Regions from separate parts of the Mus musculus genome. Here region 2 is linked to region 1. A link is a contact called in public HiChIP or PLAC-seq data. All regions are on one chromosome and are shown on one strand. The core of a region is the stretch at or near the end of the contact, and the rest is flanking DNA. Distances in the headings are between cores, read along the strand shown.

Region 1 (3,036 bases), core at 147-2,646:
ACACAAGTGAATATACATTCACACATGCATATACATAAAAATAAGGAGAAAAAGGAAGAATCCACTTGATGTATTATCTATTTGTATTATAAAGATGCAGATACTGTAATGGCTGAAGCCACATAATTTCATTTACTTTTTCTTGCTTATAGATGTTACAGAGATAAGTGTATATGAATCCAAGTGCAAATGAAAATACATAGTTACATTATAATATAGAGCGGAATATGCAGGGCTGGAGAAATGTCTCAGCTCTTGCAGCAGACCCAAGTTCAGCCTCCTGCACTCAGGTTGGATGGCTTACAACTTCCAGGGCTTGGACTCTCTCTTTTGGCAGCCACAGGCACCTGCATTCATGTGTACTTCCCCCTCCATTCCTCAAAGAGTATAAATGAAAATTAAAAGAAAATGGCATTTTGTGTAGAAGAGACCCTGACTTTCAGACAATTCTCTTTCATTGTAGCAGCTCCAAATTGCATTCATTTTCACGGGTAAGACTTGCCCAATTAATATTCCATTCCACAGAAATTTTTAAAATTATCACTAATTTTTAAACATATTATTCTTATCTCATAAGTAACCCAGTGAGCCCATAATTTCCCCCCTACAATCTCAGCGCTATAGATCCAGTTAGAATACCAATGTATGAACAATGCACTTTTCATCTGCAAGTGTGAAAATGACCAGATGTCATGGCTGGATCATACTTAAGCCATTTGAATAATGGGAGTGGTTTTGATTTGGCTTACCCTCCTATTATGAAAATAAAAGAGAGTGTGTTTTCTCTGTATATTGGTTTACTTTACAGGACACAGTTTCAGTCCAGTAGTGCATCAGGGTCTCATGGCAAACACAAGGATGCAGGAAAAGCGCTTGGGTCTTTGCCATCCATGAGCATGGAGAGTTAAAAGATGATGTCAGTAGATAGATTGCCTGCCAACACACTCCGTGGAGGGCCAAGGTCACTCTGCCTGAAAACATGTCAAGCCCCATCAGTCAGAGAAAACAGCGTCAGGTCCAATGTCAATCATATGCCAACCATACCAGATCCATTCTGGTATCATAATACTAAGGTATCATTTCCTTCTAGGCATCAGCTCCAGAAGTATAAGGTAAACCAGGAGAGCAGTTAAAAGAACCATTTACCCATTTCCCCTAATTCCAAGATGATGTGGTTAGTCTAAATCCAGCACTGTTTAAAGGGAACGTTATTATGAGTTCCAAGGAAGCTCTCAAAGGCTACATCTCTGGGTCATTTGCCTTTCTTGTTTATTTGATTTTGAACGTCTGCAGGCATTGCTGGCAAAATAAGCAATTTTCTCTGGAATTCTTAACTATGCCACTGATTAACTATAAGGATAGAGTTTCTTCTGAGGTTATGACAGACTCTTGAGATTTGGCGGTTCACTGCCTGCACTTCCTCTAAAACCCCAGGAGTCCGTGCTTGTGACGTTTCCTGAGCTCCAGCTAAATTACTCGATATGGAAAATAAACTCCACTAATCAAATTCTTTAAGCATCTATTTCCCTATTTGGACATGCTGGAAATCTTGTCAGTTAGCTTGCTTAGGTCTGGAACTAGCAGAGGACAGAGGGGGAAGAAAGGGGGAGCAGACAGACCAAGTCGTGTTTCATTCAGAACTCAAATGGGAACACTGGTCATTTGGAAAAGTTTCCCCACGGAAAGCATGCGTTTCCAGGATTTGCATTATATTCACTTTTTCCAATGCTGAGTTTAAGTGTGTTCCTTTCCCTTCATAGGCTGATTGCAGTACAGTTCACAGTGTGAACTGCAGAATCTCAGGGCAGGTGCTAAAAGTTTCCTGCCACAAATCACTTTGTGAAGAAAGTAGTATCATCAAGTCACTTCAAGCATAAGGGGCTTCAGGCCTAAGTCAAGGTTGAGGCTTGAGAAACACATGCAGCTGTCTAACCACAAGTAATTATAGGACTTCTTAGACTAGGAAAGACATATTGAGTCTTTTCTCCTTGTATTGCAGATGAAATTAAATCAAACATCACCTACTTTAGTGTGACTTACACAAAGAGATCTTACTTCATAGTCTCCTTTGAAATGAACCAGGATCATTTCGAAATATCTGTTTTATATTTCAAATTTATATATCTGTCTGTGCAGGAAGGGGCATGGATTTCCTTTCCTTTCCTTTCCTTTCCTTTCCTTTCCTTTCCTTTCCTTTCCTTTCCTTTCCTTCCCTTCCCTTCCCTTCCCTTCCCTTCCACTTCCACTTCCACTTCCACTTCCACTTCCCCTCCCTTTCCCTTTCCTTTCTGAGTTGTCTATAAAATATATCTTATATCCACATGACAGTACATTCTATTCTTGCAAATTTACCAGCTTCAAAAATGCTTTTTTTTAATAGTTTCTCATTGCCCTGTTCCCCTTCTTGTTCTCTTTGAGGATCAGCCAGGCAGATACCACCTAAATTTATTTGTATGTATTAATGCCTTTTAGGACAAACATTTCTGATTGAAATGAAATCTTATAGCCAGGAAGAATAAAACCCAGTTCTTGGATGTCACAGCTGTAGCCTGGGGTAATATTGGATGAAATAGAGACTGTGGGAGTGTAAAGCCTAGGTTACCCAGTGCTGGCCTTTCTTCCTATTGAGGTACAAAAGCTTGAGAGGTCTCTTTCCACTCACTAAGTAGCTAAACCCTGATATCACAAAGAAAAATGCAATTCACAGCCTGTACTGGCTAGTTTTGTGTCAACTTGACACAGGCTGGATTTATCACAGATAAAGGAGCTTCAGTTGGGGAAAATGCCTCCACGAGATCCAGCGGCAAGGCATTTTCCCAATTAGTGATCAAGGGGGGAGGTACCCTTGTAGGTGGGACCATCTGTGGGCTGGTTGTCTTGGTTCTATAAGAGAGCAAGCTGAGCAAGCCAGGGGAAGCAAGTCAGTAAGGAACATCCCTCCATGGCCTCTGCATTAGCTCCTGCTTCCTGACCTGCTTGATTTCCAGTCCTGACTTCCTTTAGTGATGAACAGCAGTTTGGAAGTGTAAGCTGAAT
Region 2 (3,036 bases), core at 331-2,830, 410 kb before region 1:
AATTTGCAATTCTTGTAGGGCCAGGTTCTTCCACAGTGCAGGTATATGGTTTCTCAGAAAGAGTCAGTCTCTGAATGCAGTGCAAGAAGTAACCCAGACTCACCCATTTTGCTCAAACACTTGAAAAATAAAAATACCTTCTTAATCCCTCAGAAAATAAGGCACTGATTTGAAAGGCTTTTTTTTTTTTTCGACATAAGATGTTGCATGTAATGTCCCTTGTTATATTCCATTCAATTAAATCCTGGTGGGTGATTTTGGCAGAGCAGTTAGCCACACATCAGATGACAACTCACTTACTGTTGCTCGGCACCCCATGACCATTAATTTCCAATGACTAACTTGTAATTAAAATCTTTGTGTTTATTTGTTTATAGCCGGGGCTGAACATCTATTTACATTTAATTAACACTGTTTAAAGCCTATAAATGCAGCGACTTTAATGATCCATCCTAGCTATGCTGCTTTAGTTTTTCCTGACTTGTAAAACTCACACACAGATCTGCAAGTGAATTACATCCATCTGCTCCCCCGCAGCTGCAACCGGGCTACGTTAGAGAGCCATTTCCCCCTACCCCCCCTCTTTGCTTGGCTTCCAGCTCTAAGTATTTTTGTTTCAGAGCCGACCCAAAGACTGCACCGACGGGAGCCAGCCCTTTTCTCCTGAGGAGTTCCCGGACTTAGTCTTCAGAAATGATTAAAAGCCACTCTTGCTCCATCCCAAATCGACGCAATCTACCTTCCACAAATTCGGTTAACAAAGCGTTTCCGACTCTGCCGGCTTAGAAGAATCTTTTCTTATTGAGAAGAACGCAACAGTTTAAAGTGAACTCTTTAATGGTGAGAGCTAAAATCAACGCTTTCTTGGCCTTGCCCATCCTTGATGAGCAGTCTACACCTACTCTTCTGCGCCTATAACGGGAACCTCAAGGCACCCGGGCTCCCGAAGACAGTATCTTCGTTACACCTTCAAAAGCAACGCAGGAGAAGCATTAGCGCTACAAAGACAGCCGAGCCAGAGCTATGTGCACTGTTATCTGTCAGTCGTACAATAGCAGCATTGATGGAACGGCGAGGACCGGCTTTGACAAGTGTGCTGGGCTAGCATTACATTCCATTCCAAACTACGGCGAGAGAGAGAGAGAGAGAGAGAGAGAGAGAGAGAGAGAGAGAGAGAGAGAGAGAGAGAAGGAGAGGAGAGGAGAGGAGAGGAGAGGAGAGGAGAGGAGAGGAGAGGAGAGGAGAGGAGAGGAGAGGAGAGGAGAGGAGAGGAGAGGAGGAGAGGGAGAGGAGAGAGAGAATTGATTTGGTGTCTTTTACTTTACCTGAAAATACTGCGTTTCTTGTGGCTGCTGCAAATGAATTCCTCCTCCTCTTTCCCAAAGCCAAGTACTTGGATTTGCCTGCAACTCTCACTTGGAGAAGACCACACAGCTCCAGCAGGGCAGCCTTCCTTCTCTTAATCCCCACTCGAATGTGATGACACACACTAACCCCAACCATCTGTTGAAACACGTCCTCAAGCACTCAGCACAGTGCTGTGTCAAGACAGGCTGCCCAATCCAATTGCTGGGGCTGAGAGTCTCTTACGGATTGGAGGCGGAGGGCTGGGCAGGGACGGGGAGGTCGGAGAACTCCCCAGCCAAGTAACCTGAGATTTTCGGAGAGAAAGAACTGCTACAAAAGGAGGAGTGGGAGGTGCGGCGGGGAAGGTAGAGCGAATGAATTATTCTGGTGGCCAGTTGTGCGTTACTTTTCACAAGTCTCTGTGCTCCTGGGTGGGTGGAGGGGGTTCTCGGTGGGATGCCCAGGAACACTAAAAATCTTTTACAGCTAATCTATTGAGGGCAATGTCCTCAGCAAGCCGCTCCCCCCATCACCCCACGGGAGATAAAAGATTCTTCTTGTCATGCTGATAAAGTGTTAAATGTGGGAGTAGTTTGCACTGAAATGTGACATCTACATTTTGAAATCTAAACTCCTGCCTCCCTTTGATTGGGGGCGGCCGCCTCAAACATTCCTGAAAGGGCTTGGGGGGTGGTGTCGCAGCTTTGAGCCGAAACTTCTTTTTCTCACTGGGCTCTTCACGTGTCTCTCAGGCTAAACCAGAGAGACGGTCAATGAAAACCATTTCACTCTACTTCTCCAAAGCAACTCATGCTTTCCTAGATAAAGGTGGCTTTTAATCACTTTCTACACCCACAGCCATCTCGGTATTACAGCTCCTGGTACTAGAAGGCTACACTCTGCCAGTAATTGTTTTTATTGGTTTCTAGTTAATTGTGCTTATTACATCCGCGTAACTCAAGCGTCTCATTAATAATTTTGCTTTGAAATATTTTCAGTTTGGGGTTGTTTAAATACATCCTTCTTGTGTACTTTTTTCAAAATGCAGTTTTCTGAATTGTATTTATAAAAGTATTTACATTAATAACCTGATTCAGAAAAGTGTTAGATTTTTTTTACATATAAGAAGATATTGAGAAATAAATTCATTACTTAAAAAAAATCTTATTCTTTCAAAAATTCCATGAGACATCCAAGGAATTTGGATAATCTTAAAGAGTAAAGAGGAATTTTAAATACCATCTACTGCCTAACTGTGCCTGTTGGAAGCTAACATTTAACTATTACACCTTTTGAGGTTTGTGGTGAGAAAACCAATCATTTATGGGGTGGGGGAGGGTGGGGGAGGGTGGGGGAGGGTGGGGGAGGGTGGGGGAGGGGGTTAAACTTCCCTAAAGCCTAAAAGATCCAGATTACCGATAGGTAGCTGTGTTTGGCATATCAATGTCATGAAAATAATTTTTTCAGTTACAAGCAGCATTGGCTGATTGGCTTTCTTGTTGTTGTTGTCTCGCAAGGTTCTGTGATGTTATATAAGGATGCTTACAGTTGCTTCTGGTGCAAGTTTCCAAAGCACAGAGGACAGGAGAGGGTTTCTGTGAAGTGATCTCTCTCCCACGGGGTCATCAGGAGGAGGCAAGGAGAGTAGGATGGGGAGGTGGGAGCTTTGACTTCGTTTGCTTATTATCT

Evidence for each region. HiChIP or PLAC-seq counts read pairs in DNA pulled down with a chosen protein or histone mark.
Region 2: a contact with region 1 is called in an H3K4me3 HiChIP or PLAC-seq map of craniofacial prominence, with 4 times the contacts expected there. The contact joins the promoter of Sulf1 here to the enhancer-like site in region 1. A contact is called at or near these places in 1 of 39 promoter capture datasets (neural stem cells), 6 of 484 Hi-C or Micro-C datasets (extraembryonic endoderm stem cells, muscle stem cells, myocytes and 2 more) and 3 of 115 datasets of contacts at active chromatin or transcription factors (craniofacial prominence and embryonic stem cells).

What each region holds. Positions count from the first base shown.
Region 1 is chr1:12,284,096-12,287,131 of GRCm38.p6, reverse strand. No RefSeq gene overlaps it. Among named protein-coding and RNA genes, the nearest start is that of Gm22633, 89 kb to the left of the region's middle. Within about 2 kb of position 1,396, at least 9 of the 459 cell types and tissues checked have an H3K27ac peak or open chromatin away from gene starts, as enhancers often do. A contact at or near this core is called in craniofacial prominence and muscle stem cells, where this site is marked.
Region 2 is chr1:12,690,974-12,694,009 of GRCm38.p6, reverse strand. It overlaps Sulf1 (sulfatase 1), which reads right to left and starts at 1,580. Exons shown (of 22, transcript NM_001198565.1): 1 at 1,326-1,580.